Regions from separate parts of the Mus musculus genome. Here region 2 is linked to region 1. The links are chromatin contacts, called in public HiChIP or PLAC-seq maps. All regions are on one chromosome and are shown on one strand. The core of a region is the stretch at or near the end of the contact, and the rest is flanking DNA. Distances in the headings are between cores, read along the strand shown.

Region 1 (7,943 bases), core at 2,827-5,326:
TTTCCAAGACTGTCTCATCATCCCAACTGGAAACTGCACCTACGGAACCTGCTCCCACCCCGCCCCCACCACTGCTCATGGCAGTCTGTGACTCTGAGTGAAGCATGAGGGATTTGCTCTGTGTAACTGATCGACTGTATTCAGCACAAAGAGGCCTTGGGTTTCAAGGTTCGGTCACGTCGCAGCTTTGTGAATCAGGACTTCCTTTACGGCTGAATAATATTCCATTGTGAAACGAGATCAGACTTGGTTTATTCATTCAGCTGTTGATGGACACGGGGATTTCCTCTTGGCATTCGTGAATAACACGGCTTTGAGCCTTGGCACAGGGTCTGTTTGAGTCCCTGTTTTCTGTTTTGATAGAATCTGCCTGGAATGGATGAAGTGTCTGTGATGTTCTAACGCTGGTCGGATCCACCAGTGGCTGCCCACTCTGTATTCTCAACAGCCTCACACAAGGCCTCTGACAATGCCTCCCGACACTGTTCTTTTCACGTTTAGCCTTGTAGCTGCCCTGTGGAGGTGCCTTGGATCTCACTGTGGTTTTGATTGGCATGTCCTTAATGACTATGAACACCAAATGTCCCTCGTGTTCGTCTCTGTCCTCTGTGAGTCGTGTCTGCAGAAGTGTCTGTCAGAGTCCTTTGTCTGTGTATGAAAACATCATCGCCCTTTGTTGTTAGCTGCGAGGGTCCTTCATAGTCTCTCCACTGAAGTCAGATACGACCGGGCAGTGGTGGCACAAACCTTTAATCCCAGCACTTGGGAGGCAGAGGCAGATGGATTTCTGAGTTCAAGGCCAGCCTGGTCTACAGAATGAGTTCCAGGACAGCCAGAGCTACACAGAGAAATCCTGTCTCAAAAAATTAATTAAATAATTAAATAAAGGAGGAGGAGTAAAGAAAACATTTTCTCCCACTCTGTAGAGTTTCTTTCCTCTTTCTAGATAGATAAAAGGTAGAAAGATGACAGGCTAGAGGATGCATAGGTAGACGATAGATCAGAGGATGCATACACATAATAGGTTAGAGGGTAGCTGATACTAGGCGATATACGGTATATCAATAGGTTAGAGGGTGTTGATACTAGGCAATATACGGTATACAAGATAGCTGCTAGGTGATAGATGAATGATAGCTGGACAGGCGGTAGATGGTGACAGGTAGGCAGAAAATGAGGTGATCAATAGATGTTTGAGTCTTGGTCCCTTCATCGAGCTTTTTGATTTCCTGTCTGTGGTTGTAACTGGTATGACAGAAATGAAGATATTCTAAACAACAACAACAACAACAAACACTGGTATCTATTATCAATCTGGTATTACTGAGATCTCTGAAACTGTGGACCCTAGGACTCTCAGGGTGGGAGAAGAAAAAGACCCAGCCAGAGGGGAAACACAGATTTCACATAGTTCACTGTTTATGTGTTTGTTTAGTTACAGAGGTCTCTCTGTGTAGCCCTGGCTGTCCTGGAACTCACTCTGTAGACCAGGCTGGCCTTGAACTTACAGAGCTCTTACTGCTTCTGCCTCCCGAGTGCTAGGATTAAGGCGTGCACCACCGTGCCGAGCCTCACACCGTTCTAACAACTTGTCATATCAACTTATGGATGAGACGGAAGCCCAGACACTGATGACTTTGGGGGGGATGGGACCACATCTTGGATAGGACTGTTTAGATGTACATACCTTTGGCCCTCTGATTAAACTTTGATTTCACTTCAGAACCATAAAGATGAGCTAAGGGAGGGGGTGGGTCATTGTATCTTTGTCCCTCTTCCCTTTTGGCCACGTTGAATAAACCTCCTTTTCCTGCCTTTTGTTATTAAACTGTCTGTTATAAATGGCTTCTTGAGGGTGGGTGGATGCATTTGGCTTCTTGGAATACATAGTGTGACCCCAAGTTCAGGGGCGTGGGCATTGCTCCTCGATCATGAGGCCTTCAGGATTCCGGCTGGCTTATCACAGTACCCTAGAACCTGGGCCTCAGAGATCAGTCCACTGGATTGCCAAGTAACCCCAGCCGAGCCAGTAAGAACTTCTTGGCTCTGGGATTGACAGCCATTTGCCGGTAGAAAGATTCATTTCCCTGACATTCAGAAAGTTGAAACTTGCACTAATAAAGCCATAGGGAGTCTCATCGGCAGAGGGGAAACTGAGGCAAAGAAGTCCAGACAAGCCCTGAGCAGCAGGGGTACTTTCAGCTGCTAAGAGCTATCCCAGCACCCTCTTGTCCTGTCTGTTAGGTGTCTACTTGTGAATAAAGTCTCAGGATAGGTTGCTCTTTTACCCACTGCCCCTCTTCGTGGTTCCTCTGCTCCAACATCCATCTTGGTCCCCAGCTCCCTGACTCTTGTGTGTCCTTAACCCACATCTCCTTTCCCAGCTCTGAGCCGAGTCTCAACCTGGCATCTTGGAGCAGCTTGCTAACCACTGGGCAAGTGGGAAGGGCCGCTTGGCTCATGCTTCTGGGGGCCCCCCCGCGGTCTTTCCCAGCCAGTGTCCCATGAGGCAGTGCGTCAGTGCATGGCAGGGCTCTACAGACCGCACTGGGTGCCGAGCGAGACCAGCTGTGTTCCTTGCTGATCTTGCTGCTCTACGAAATACTTGACAAAAAACAGCGTAAGGGTGGTTACTGGGCTCACAGTTTGATGAGACTCGGCCCATCATGGAGCGAAATCACTGGAAGTTGACAAGTTAAGCCAGGCTGTCAGCCTTAAGGCTCACCCACACAGTTACTTCTTCCTGTGAGGCTCCACCTCCCAAAGATTCAGCCACAGGACCCCAGCTGGAGACCACGTATTCAAACACACAGGTCTGGGAACATTTTGTATTCAAACCACAACATGGAGCAACTCTGGGCTCCACTGCTCAGTTGCTGTGTGAACTGTGCTCGGATTCTATTTCTTCTACTGTCAAATGGGATGTCGATTCCAGACTGACCTTTCTAGAGCTTTGTGAAGACGTCTGAGAGGCGCTTCTGGATCCACTCAAATGGGTTATTGCCAGGATCTCCCTGGCCCTTCTCAGGCCTCCAGCTCTGTTTCTTCTCCACACTGTTGAGCTTCGTATGCCTGGCATCGCGTTTACACCGCAAGACAGGGAGACAGGCAGATAGATGGCCCTGCCACAGGCCATCCTCACGGCTTCCAGCAATCAGTAACATCTGCATTGGAATTCTGGGAAGGACTCTGATTGGTTGACTTGAGCCTTGAGTCTGCTCCTAAACCAATCACTGTGCCCCAGGAAATGGCCACTCTCATTGGCCAGAGAGTTCCGTTCCCTTCGATAGGAAGAGAAAGGCTGACCCGGACCAGCAGAATAGCTGGGAACAGCAATGGCAGAGTCCGCACAGGACTGTGAAAGGGAAGGCAACCTTCCCCCTGCACCGAGGCTCCTGGAATCAAGCTTCCTGTCCCCCTGTTGGTCCCCTTTCCTGACTGTGGCCACAGCACGACTGGTTTACCTCATGCTGCCTCCCCATACCTTCCCTCAGAGTGCACTGCGCCCTTCAAACTGTGAGCCAAAATAACCCTCCCTCCCTTACATCATTCTGTCAGGTTCTTGGTCACAGCACCAAGGCAAGTAACCGACCCAGCCAGTCTCTGTGCCCAGTGAGAGCATCCTGCAGGCACACAGCAAGGCCCTGCAGCTGACTGCCCCATGCCAGACCCTGGGTTGGCAGACAGTATCACACCTTGCCTATCCAGGAATATAAAAGTTTAAAATGTTACGAAATAGCTCCAAGATGGGATGGCGTTCCTCCTGCTCAACCCTGATGCCACCCCACTAGCTCCCTGACAGGCTGCACATGTCTCACTCCTGCCTCAGACCCAGCCACGAGGATCAGGCCTTCTTTTACAAAGCTGGCTCCACATGCGGGTGGAGGTGATCAGCTTATAGTGTGTGCATTACCCTCCTCTGCCCTCCATTCCTCGTGCCTGCACCGCTCACTCCGGTGTTTGTCACACTGAGCTTGGCGTGCTATTCCCCTCCCCCATTCTGAGGAGCATGAGTATAGAGATCACAGCCTGGGGCTGTGCGGGGAGAGCTCGGGTTCTGAGGTCAAATGTCTCCCTCAGCTACAATGATGACTGCTTGATGTGGTTAGAACACCTGTAAAGTATTGGTGGAGCTATAGAGAGTGTGCACCAAGACTTTGCATCTACACATCTCTTCCAGGCCCCAGGAAGTCTGCTACATGTTCCTCTTGGTCCTGGAAACCTGTCTGGGGCATTTTGGGAATGAAACAACACAGGCACACAGACAGGAAAGCTGGGATCTGGTGGGCTGTGCTCGTTCACTGTGATGGAGGCTAGGGAACCTGGAGGTCCACTGTGTTTATTACGTGCAACCCAGGGAAGTTGGCTATCTTGGTGGGGGAGCCGTCTCTGGCTGTAAACACACTGGAGGAGGATGCTGCATGCTACTCAGTCACTGGTGATCACTGCTTAGACCCGAGGAAGCTTTGCCATGTTTGAGTCTCACCTGGGGAAGACACTGGGGTCCTTGACACAGATGTGCCCATGCATGTCCACAGCACACATTCCTCAGGACTTTATCCGCTCCCACGCCTGCTAGCATGTGTGACACTCTGTGACTGTTTCCATCCTCAGTAGAAGCCATGTGGTGGTGCAAGCTAAGAGGTGTTGGCAGGTTCTGAGAGTGACTGAGTTTCCAGCGTCAGTGGAGCACATGGCCCTGTCTGGGAATTCTTTCCCCTTCTCTGCTCCACAGTGGTCTTTATTCATGATACACTAAGAAGGGAGGGGTTTGATATTTTCCTCTCTCTCTCCATCCTGAGTTCAGAACTTCACAGAGGGAGGGAGGGAAAGAAACGGAGAGAGGAGAGAGAGAGAGAGAGAGAGAGAGAGAGAGAGAGAGAGAGAGAGAGAGAGAGAGAGCACGTCACTACTCTAAATGGCCACAGTTAGCACATATGTAACTGCAGCCATGCTGAAGGGAAAGGAATGGCTTCAACCTCCAGAGAACTTCGAAGATTCTTCCTTTGCGTCTCAGCAGGCAAATCAAGTTGTTGGCTTTTTTTTTTTTTTTTTTTTAAATATCAGTAGGGATAGAACTTTCATGTGAAGCTTGAGTTTGACTTGAAACATTTAATTTATTTAAAAATAGAACCGGAATGTAATGTGTATGTTTTCCTCCACTGTCAGAGCTTGCTTCTGCTCTGACTGACTCATTAGCAAATTAACATGTTGTGATTCTGCCGCGAAAAGTTGCAAGTTAATTGTTACAGCCACAGTCCCGAGGCTCTGGAGATGTACCTCCCAAACTCTTTTATAGAGTACAAATTAGATGCTTTTCATATACGCTATCTAATTTTAATTAAAATTTGCCCCGAGCTATCCTTAACAGCTTTGAAGTTCCTGGAGTTTTGTCATCTCTGGGTGGCGAGTGCTAGCAGTTGATCATGTCAAAATCCGTTGCCACGGAAACCGCCTCCTGACTGCATCTGCCTAGGAAGGCTCAGACCCTGGAGTTTGACTCCAAGTTGGCCCAAGAAAGATTTGTGTCTGGAGAAGGCTCTATCTTCCCCTGAGGACAAGACCGGGATTTGAAAGGTACAGCCAGAAGGTGTAGAGTCCCCCAGGGCCCTCGCAGGGGGGAACCGAGGCACAGGTCTATGGCTTTCTTATTTCATCTGTCTGTCTCTTTTCTTTCTTTCTATTATTTATTTTGGAGACAGGTGTTCTGTAGCCCAGGCTAGCCTTCACCTACCTTATCGTGTTGCTGAAGTGACCTACCACTGCCTGTCTGTATCTCTTTGAACTTCTCCTAGCCATAAAATAAGAATACCATGTCCCGCCCAAATCACAGCCCCGGGAAACATGAAATCCTGCAAGATGAGAAAAATATCTCTAAAAGTTGACAGAGCTTTGTTACATAGAGTGCTATAGAGTTCTCTCTGTGTCTCTCTCTCCCCTTCTCCCTTCTTTTTTTCTTATCCTCTCCCCTATCCCTCCCACCCCTTCATTTTCTCTCTCCCTTCTTCCTCCCTGTCTTCCTTTTTTTCTCTCTTCCTTCTTCCCACCCTCTCCTTTCTTTCTTTTCTCCTCTTCCTTCTTCTTTTTAGATCAGATCTTTATTTTTTTATCATATCTACAAAAACAAAAACAAAAACAAAACTATTTCCAGGGCCATACCCTGTATCAGAGACAGGAAACCCACGGGCTTTGAAGAGTACTCTCTGTTTTCCCACAGCACTGAGTGTAAGGCACCTCGGGGGAGATGAGACAAGCCTGAATGTGACAAGGTGGCTGAGTCCACAATTGTGAAGCGCATACATCTGCAACCTCAGCTGCAGGACCAGCAGCCTGTGCTGTCAATAAAGCTTTATTGTAACACACGCATGTCTGTCCATCCTCTCCTCTGTAACTCCTTGTGTTTAAGAAAGCAACATGCACTGCATTTTTGAACAGAGACTCTGGCTCAGAAGCTGAGACCTGTTACTGTCTGGGCCATGGCAAAGGAAAGGATCTACTTCATTATTTGCTTACGCATTGGATGCGTTTTGTGTTTTGTCTGCTCATGTCTGTACACCACACGGACGAGTTATAGTCAGTTGTGAACCTCTATGCCGGCACTGGGAATTGAACCTGCATCCTCTGAAAGAATAGTCAGTACTTTCGAACACTGAACCATCTCTCCAGCCCCATGAATAAGTTTCTTAATGTTGATGTCAAAGAGCTAAATACAGGAGCAGGAAAGATGAAAACCAGTTACAAATATTGCTGTTCTTTCAGAGGACCTGAGTTCTGTTCCTAACACCCACACAGCTCTATCTTTCCGTAACCCCAGCTCCAGGAGGTCTGAAGCCATCTTCTGGCCTGTGTAGGTACTGTAAGTACACACACACACACACACACACACACAGGTGCACATGTGTGTCTTAGTCAGGGTTTCTATTCCTGGACAAAACATCATGACCAAGAAGCAAGTTGGGGAGGAAAGGGTTTATTCAGCTTGCATTTCCACATTGCTGTTCATCACTGAAGGAAGTCAGGACTGGAACTCAAGCAGGTCAGGAAGCAGGAGCTGATGCAGAAGCCATGGAGGGATGTTCTTTACTGGCTTGCTTCCTCTGGCTTGCTTAGCCTGCTCTCTTATAGAACCCAAGACTACCAGCTCAGAGATGGTCCCACCCCCAAGGGGCCTTTCCCTCTTGATCACTAATTGAGAAAATGCCCCTCAGGTGGATCTCATGGAGGCATTTCCCCAACTGAAGCTCCTTTCCCTGAGATAACTCCAGCTTGTGTCAAAGTTGACACACAAAACCAGCCAGTACAACGTGCAACAAACTTTTAAATGCTGTTTTCTTAAAACACAGTTTAAAACAATCAACTGAAAACAACAACAGCCCTCTTTTTGTCAACCCAGCCGGTGTTGGAATTCTGTTGGACCTAGGATGACCTTACAGAGATTTTCAAAGAAGCCTACAGAAGTTCCAAGCTCTGTAGGGACTCTCAAAAGGCAGCAAGCATTCAAGCAGAGGCAAGCCGGGCTCTTCCAGAGCAGAACAGTTCACATTCTCCATCTTCTCCACCGGCCATATCCTGTGCATATCCCCGTGCAGACTTTTCTCACACCCCACCTTCTCCATCTTGCCCTGTGCTGTTCTCGGATGTTTTTTGCAGGACTGACTTCCTCCCTGATTCCCCATCACCCTCAGTTCAGCAGCTGCTGAGCCGGATGGGTTCAGCTCCCAGCTGACTTCCCAGCAGAGCATCCGGCCCTGTGGCCATTTGGTATTTTGAGACAGGGTCTTGCTATGTAGCTTTGGCTGACCTGGAATTCACTATGTAAACCAGCCCAGCCTCAAACTGGCAAGCAATCCTCCTGCTTCCTACCTAGGGAGCGCTGGGATGACGGTATGTGGCCATGCCTACCAGACTTCTTTATTTTAAATACTACCTTCCCCAACTTTCTG
Region 2 (7,943 bases), core at 2,833-5,332, 190 kb before region 1:
ATGCGCAGAGGACAGAGGCTGGCCTTGAGAAACATTCTGTAGGTACCACCCATCTTGTTTCATTAGACAATCTCTGTCTCCTTGTCCCGGGGCTCACCGGTTAATGTAGACTGGGTGATCTGCAAGCGGCAGGGCCTGCCTGTGGCCACCTCCCCAGCCCTGGGATTACAGGCACATGCCTAACACATCTGCTCCCCCACACACAGCCAGCGCTTCAGCCACTAAGCCGCCTCCCACATTGCTTCCGTGTGTGGGCACTGGAGCTTAGGGACACGGGAAGGTTTAAATCGCTGCAGGTAGTTACTAGTGACTAGCTAAGGGTTAACTGTCCTAAACATGCTTCAGTGTGGCCTGTGCGTATAGTTCTTGGTTAATAGTGTATATTAAGTACTTACACATACTTTACCATTATGTATTTTAATCATTTTGCCATTACTCATTCTCAGTTAATTAGTTGGCTCAACTTAATAATTTTTGAAAAACAAATTTTTTTCAATTTACCCACCAAGTGACACTGTGTGAACTACTGACATTAATTTGTTAAACTGAACCTCCCAGGTTCTCCTAAAGGTGGCAGAAGGCACCAGGCACATGGCAGCTGCTTGGAAGCTGTGTGAAAGCCATTTTTCACAAGACATTTTCCAAGTATAGAGCTTATGCTTTAAAATAATACTTACAAAGGATCTCTTCACCCTATTCCTCTATTTCTGTAACTTTGACAAAGGCTGAGAACCATCTGTCCTTCGGTAGAGAAGGCGATACAGGCTAGAAAGGCCAATCCTTTATCACTAGACTGGAGAATGTGGATAAAGCTCCCAGAGCGAGCGAGCAGCGCTAGGACAGGGATCCGGGCTGAGCCTGTGCTGAGTTCAGAATGCTTGCACTGTGGTCTGCATGTCGACACCAATAGCAGCTGCCTGAGCAATGGCTTGCCTTTGCAGACTGGAAGACAACTACACCCAGAGTGTCTCCCTAGTGCTGAGAGCACTGGCTGCTTTGAACTAGGGCCAACAGACTTTGAACCTTGCCCTCCCTCAGAGCAGCTCTAGTTGCTAACCTGCTTGTCTTTGCCTTATCTTTCACACTGTCTAGTTTATATAGCAATCCTGTGGAGCACGGATTTTGTAAACCTGCTAATTTTTTACGGGGCAAGTGAAGAGGATGAAAGTAATAACACGTGACTGTAGCTCTAATTCAAACAAATTGAAATAACAACATAGGTACTGAATTTTAAAAGAAAACTTCAGGGCTGGAAAGATGGCTCAGTGGTTAAGAGCACTGACTGCTCTTCCAGAGGTCCTGAGTTCAATTCCCAGTAACCACATGGTGGCTCACAACTGATGCCTTCTTCTGGTGTGTCTGAAGATAGCTACAGTGTACACATATTAAATAAATAAATAAATAAATAAATAAATAAATAAATACTTCAGGGGCCAGGCCTGGTGGCACATGTTTTTAATCCCAGCAGGGAGATTTGAGGCCAGCCTGGTCTACATTGTGAGTTCCAGGCCAGCTAGGGAGTATAGTGAGACTCTGTCTCAAATAAATGAGACTTCAGGGGCTGGAGAGCTGGCTGGGCTAAGAGTGCTTGCTGCTCTTATATAGGACTGAGTTTCAGCTCAGTTCCCAGTATTCAATATCAGGTGGCTTCCTAAGAGTCTGTAATTCCAGCTCCAGGCAATCTGACATCCTCTTCCGTGGAGACTCACAGGCACATGCACTTTCAGACACACACACACACACACACACACATACACACACACACACACACACGCAGGAGCACGAACACACATCTTTTTAAAACAGAGAAATAAAATTGCAAAATGCCCACATTATGTTTTCCCAGCTCGATCTGTTGTCTATTGTGAAGGCAGGCACTTCATTTCTTGCCAAGCTTTTGATTATGTCTTGGATAATATTTTCTATAGCTGTAAGAACCTCAGAACTGAAACAATAAACACAGTAAGATCTAATTTTATACCATGTAACATCTCCCAGATCAATACAAAGACAACCTCCCAATCCCCACCCCAACAGGATTTCTCTGTGGAGCCCTAGATGTCCTGGAACTCATTCTGTAGACCAGGCTGGCCTCAAACTCAAGAGATCTGCCTGCCTCTCTTTCCCAAGTGCTGGAATTAAAGGCATGGACATCTACCACCTGGCACAATTTCTTTATTTCATCATATTTTTGTTGTTTTGTTTTGTCTTGCTTTTGGAGACAAGGTCTCACAAGGTAGCAAAGGCTAACCTGGAACTCACCATGAAGTTCAGAATGGCCTCAAACCCACAATCCTCCCTTGCTTTCCTGGATGGTGGGATTGCAGATGTGGACCACCCCTCCTCGCTTCTGTTTGTCTCTTTAAGCCTTGCAAACACATGTCAGTAACCATCTCTCTTACCAAATTCTTACCTTGGCATGGATTCCAACAACTGTTCTCATAGCGCTTACTTACAAAAAATTAGATTTACCTGTAAATTCCTCTTTCAAAGAACCCTTTTGCATTAATGACGAGCTAATATAACTTACAAATACATTTTTTATTTGCTCACATTAACTTACTTCAATGTCGCTGAACTTCAATACAGACTTGGCTTGAAATACTACTGTAAAAATGTTTTAACTGAGGATGATGTAAGACTAGCTTTGAACTTCCTTCCCAAGAATTCAATGCAGAAACATTAACACACATATACGCTCCTGCAAGTGAGCAAGCGCGCTCGCTCTCACACACATACATACTTTCTTATAGCACATTGCCCTAAAATTGATATCATGACTAAAAATTAACCATCTTAAATTGTAATGATTCAAAAGGAAAAAAATTAATCACTACAAGAAAAGAAAAAAAAATGAATTTTGTACTAAATAGTTCACTTGGCCACAAAAAAATCATGCCTCTTTACCACAAAATATCAAGACTGAACCCAGCTTTCTCCAGCTGGCTGTTAATTTCACAAACCATCAGTTTAAAAAAAATATATATCTCAATCATTTTAAGCAACATTGGCACATTGCCTAAGGAGGAAAGCCAAGCTAAACAAAGAAGATGGGCAAAATGTTGAGTTTTAACAACCACACAATTCTCAACGTTTCTACTGTGTGTATGTGGGGGGGGGGATAGATCAGAAAATGGATTTTAAAACATTTACTATTTTCTAACACAATTTTTTTCAAAGTTTGGAATAGGCTGAGACAAATACTGAAGGTCAAGATATAGTCAGGTGAACCGTAGGAGAGTCTCTGTAGTTGGTTGTGAAGAAATTACTTACAATATGTTCATCTGTTCCCTTCAGGTTAAAAAAAAAAAAGTCTTATTATAAATTACTTAAAATGTGATGATGTCCTTGTTAGTTCTGAGAAATTAATTAGTGGTAGTTCAGAGAGTAAACGCTTTTCACTTTCTCTTTCCTCTTCTATCCCTCACTCCCAAACCTATTTTACACACACACACACACACACACACACACACACACAATTTTTTTTCAACATGGGGTTTCTCTGTCTAACAGCCCTGGCTATTCTGGAACTACTGATTTCAAACTCAGAAACCTGCCTGCCTCAGCCTCCCGGTGCTGAAATTAAAGCCCAGCTTTCATTTAAAACAAAAACAAAAACAAACAAAACAAAACAAGACAAAGCCCCATAAATCCAAAGCAAGTCTCAAGCTCTCTGACTATAAAGGACACTGATAAACCTAGGAACTAAGCCAGAGCGGGGCGCCTGGAACATTCTAGAAAACATCTGGTGTGTACAGGGTCCCGGTCACCACCAGGGAGCACTAGGGAGCACCGACTTCGGGGCTCGGACGTGGCCTCCGACGCTCTCCCCACGGAGGCCACCTCGGCGCCACGAGGAACCTTCCCGGGCTTTCCATGGCCCTGCCGAGCTGCTGTACCTAGAGGCCACGCGGGTGGCCCCGGCAGGGGTCTCCCCTGCGCCTCTCTTCACCATGGCCAACAGGGAAGCCCTGTGCCGATCCAGGGCGTCGAAGAACGAGGCCTCGGGCCCCATAGGCGCGAACGCCATAATGGCGGATGCGGAGCCGCTCTGAGGCCTCCTGCCCCTGCGAACCTTTCCGCGCTCTAGCCACGCGCATGCGCACTGCACCACTGACCGCGGGACAGCCCGCGGAGCAGAGTGCGCAGGCGCAGGGGCCTCTGAGGCGCCCCCCCAACACACACACACACACACACACACACACACACACACACACACACACACACACACACACACTACCCTTCAGGGAGGACATGAAGCTCTCAGATGCAGATCTCTGGGGTCGAGGTTTTCTTGGTCTGATAACTTAGGGGAAATAATACTTGCAAAGCTCTTTTGGGGGGTCATTTGGGGAGGTAATAATTACAACTTTTCACTAGGACGGTCATGGACCTGGGGATAGGTATGGGAGAAGGGAAACATTTCTGCCTGGTTTGGCTTCCTGCCTCTGTACCAGGTCCTCTCCACCTGCCTCCTCCTGTGTGCCGGGATTAAAGGCTTTTTACTGTCCAAAACATGTTTGGGATTTGCTTTTATTAAGAAGATTGTCGTTGGGGAAAGCTCGGCGTTAAGAATTTTAATGCACTTGTAGAGAGCCTAGGTTCATTCATTTCTTAGGACCCCCGCCAGGCAACTCATATCTGCCTAAAACTACACTTCCATGGGACCTCATGCCCTCTGGCCTCTGTGGGTTCCTGCATGCATGTGGTACTCACACATAAAAATATTTTTTTAAAAAAAGTGAATTTTTAAAAATATATAAAAAGTTGTTGCTTATCTGAAAATAGTATTTCCATCCTAAGCCTTAATAGCGTGAATATCACTTCCTCTCCTTGCAGACCTACGGTAAGACATGTCTCGCTTTATTCTCTCTGAGCCTTCTAGAGCAGAAGGTGGGATTTCTGAAGTCCTAGAGGAGCCTTGACTCTTAGAACCGTATCCTTAACAAAGAGAGACTGGGATGAGGTAAAAAACTGACTGGACCAAAGTGGCTTGAATCAAGGTGTATGAGAGATGCTGGGACTGATCCCGTGAGAGCCACCTGACCACAGGCCCCAGTTGATAGTTTTTATTTCTAATAGTCTAGTGGCAGAAATAACAGCCTCCTCTCTGCATGCCCATGCTGAGGCATCCCTTCCCTCTGAGGGACCAGCCACACTTCCCTATACTATTCTGTAGTATAGAATAGAGTTTATTTAGGGCATGGATGGGGAAGGGAGTTGAGAGAAAGGGGGGGTGGGGATAGAGGAGTAGAGGCTGGCTATGAGCACATGGGGGGGAGGAAGGGGGGAGGGAAATGGGGAAAGAGGGGGAAGAGGGGAAGAGAGCAAGGACAGGAGAGCAAGAGAGAGAGAGAGAGAGAGAGGAGGGGGCAAGCAACCCCTTTTATAATGAGTCAGGCCCAGCTGGCTATTGCCAAGTAACTATGGAGTGGAGCCTAGGCTAAAAGCCAACACTGCGTGTGTGTGTGTGTGTGTGTGTGTGTGTGTGTGTGTGTGTGTGTGTGTGTGTGAGACCTGTGTGAAGAGCCTTTCTTTATCATTATCACACTCCTTCCTGTTGCCTCTCATGTGCTATGCAGTGCTGGTTACCAGAGGGATGAGGGAGCTAGGTCTCTGTCCTCAGGAAGCCCTCAGCCCAAGGAGATGCAGCAACTGAACACAAACGGGCGAACCTCAGGTAAGTGTACCAGGAGATAGGTACACTTGAAATGAGTAGGGAAAACTCACCCTCATTTTCTGGATGGAGAGTCTGGGCTCAGAAAGGTTGAGAGCTGCATGCGAGGCTGAGCATGCGAGCCGGTTCTCCAAGAGGGAGGCTTTGATGCCAGGTTCATGTCAGATCCTGGGGAACCCAGGGGCCTCCAGGGGTCTGGCTCAGGGTGGGCTGGCATTTTGCAGGGTTCTTCCTGGCGGAACTAGCCCTTTGTCCTGAGTGGTGGCCTTTTTGTTTGTTTGGTTGGTTGGTTTGGTTTTGGTTTTAGTTTTCCTCCGGAGGACAGCCACACAACAGGCAAGCTTCAGAAGGACTTGAAGAGGGAGGGCAAGGTGACATCACAGCTTTCTTCTGAGTTTCACACACGGCTCCCCTTTTATGTCCCTTGGAGACAGACCTGAATCGCAGGTCTACAGACTCCACCAGAGGCCTCTCTCCTCCTCTGGGACTTTTGAAAAGTTCTGAGGTGGCTGGAGGGCTAGGGAGGAGCCTGCAGATGAACAAAGATGCCTAAACCTGCAGATCCTTTGAGAGAGACTCAGGGTTTGGGTGCCTGGCGGGGGTTCCCACCTCCGTGACAAAGGTGGGGGGAGGGAGCGTTCTGCCAGCAGCTGCATCTGCCTCTGCCCTGCAGGCATCCTGCCTCGTTCTGTTCCGAGAGGAGTAGAGGAGCAAGGAAGCATTGCTGTGCTGTGTGAGCATTGCGGTGTGCCCGCAGCAGCTGTTTACAGCACCTGCACTTCAAAGGCAGCTCCAGCCCCACGATGGGAGACAGGACCAGAAAAACACAGTGGGCTCCAAGCAAGCCTCAGCCAGCACTGCTGGCGAAGAGAAGCTGTCTGGCTTCCCCGGCTGAGACCTTTTCATCCCCTGGCCCTCTGAGCATTTCCCTAGACTTTGTCAGGATGAAGGTCTTAGTTTCTTTTTCTGTTGCTACAATGAAAACACCTCCACAAAAGCAACTTGAGGGAGAAAGGGCTTGTTTTATCTGGCAGGAAGTAGCTGGTCGTGGGTCACCCACAATCAGGAAACAGGGATGAATGGGTGGGTGTAGGCTCGGCTCCATGAATGCATTTTATACACTTCAGGATCTCCTGCCCAGAGAATGGTCCTGCCCAATTAGAATGGATCTTCCCAAACCAATGAACTTAATCAAAACAACTGCCCACTGGAGCTCGAAACCATCTATAACTCCTGTCCTAGGGAGTCCAGTGCCCTCTTCCGGCCCCTGTGAGCATCAGGCACCCACGTTGTGCACAGACAAATATGTAGTCAAAACACTCATGCATATAAAATTTTTTTTAAAAAGGAAGTGAATAACTATGTTTTGAAGATAAATCCCCATAAGCGTGGTCAGAGGTCTGTCTCCCAGAGGATCTAGAGCTTGTCAAGTGGACAGTCATAAGAGTGCTTCCTGTTTGCTGTTGTTCTAGGCTTCACCCCACAGTTACCTGGCAACAGCCAGCTGTGCCTGACTCAGTATAAAAGAAGCTCGCCCCCTCCCCCATCTCTTACCTCTTCCTCTCTTCCTCTCTTCCCTCTCTGTCCCTTCTCTCCCCGTTCCCCTCCCCCATCTCTCCACATGCTCCCCATCAGTCTCTCCTCTCTCTCTCTCTCTCTCTCTCTCTCTCTCTCTCTCTCTCTCTCTCTCTCTCTCTCTGCCTTATCTTTACTCCCCTAACAACTCCCCTCCCCGTGCTCTACATGAACTCTATTCTATACTATATCCGTTGTATGGCTTTTCAGGGCATGGGGAGGGGAGTTGAGGGAGGGGAGGGGAGGAGAGAAGAGGCTGATCATGAGCATGTGGAGAGAGCATGGGCAAGGGAATGGGGAGAGAGAGGGTAAGGAGTAGGAGCAAGAGAGCAAGAGAGAGAGAGAGAGAGGAGGGGGCAAGCAGCCCCTCCTTTAGTGAGTCAGACACACCTAGCTCCATGTTCTCATCAGTATACATTATGTGGGTTTCATTATGGTATTTCATGTATATGCGTAGTCTACTTCGACCATAGCCATACCCTAGCCCCAGAACCTTCTTTGTTCTACTCCCACCCCCTGCTAATCCACGCCTCCTTCTCCCAACTAGATCTCACCTACTTTTATGTCTTGTCTTTGTGTGACTCAGTAAGCTTCGGAAGAATTATTTAAGGAGTTCTTTTCCCTGCACCGCCAAAGAAAATGTCTCTCCCCTCAACGCAGTCAGCCAGTAGCTGCATATAAACCCCATGGA

What was found. HiChIP or PLAC-seq counts read pairs in DNA pulled down with a chosen protein or histone mark.
Region 2: an H3K27ac HiChIP or PLAC-seq map of T-cell acute lymphoblastic leukemia shows a contact between it and region 1, with 2.9 times the contacts expected there. The contact joins the promoter of Spo11 here to the enhancer-like site in region 1. A contact is called at or near these places in 3 of 39 promoter capture datasets (the HPC-7 cell line, cranial neural crest and embryonic stem cells), 1 of 484 Hi-C or Micro-C datasets (nephron progenitors), 3 of 115 datasets of contacts at active chromatin or transcription factors (T-cell acute lymphoblastic leukemia, double positive thymocytes and embryonic midbrain) and 2 of 9 other capture datasets (liver and pancreatic islet).

Annotation. Positions count from the first base shown.
Region 1 is chr2:172,790,259-172,798,201 of GRCm38.p6, reverse strand. No RefSeq gene overlaps it. Among named protein-coding and RNA genes, the nearest start is that of 1700055K11Rik, 66 kb to the left of the region's middle. Within about 2 kb of position 4,076, at least 5 of the 459 cell types and tissues checked have an H3K27ac peak or open chromatin away from gene starts, as enhancers often do. A contact at or near this core is called in T-cell acute lymphoblastic leukemia, where this site is marked.
Region 2 is chr2:172,975,981-172,983,923 of GRCm38.p6, reverse strand. Spo11 (SPO11 meiotic protein covalently bound to DSB) reads right to left here and starts at 4,082. Exons shown (of 13, transcript NM_012046.2): 1 at 3,900-4,082; 2 at 1,832-1,945. The coding sequence starts at 4,030. It overlaps Gm52538 (a long non-coding RNA gene), which reads left to right and starts at 4,804. Exons shown (of 3, transcript XR_003953974.1): 1 at 4,804-4,846; 2 at 5,583-5,680.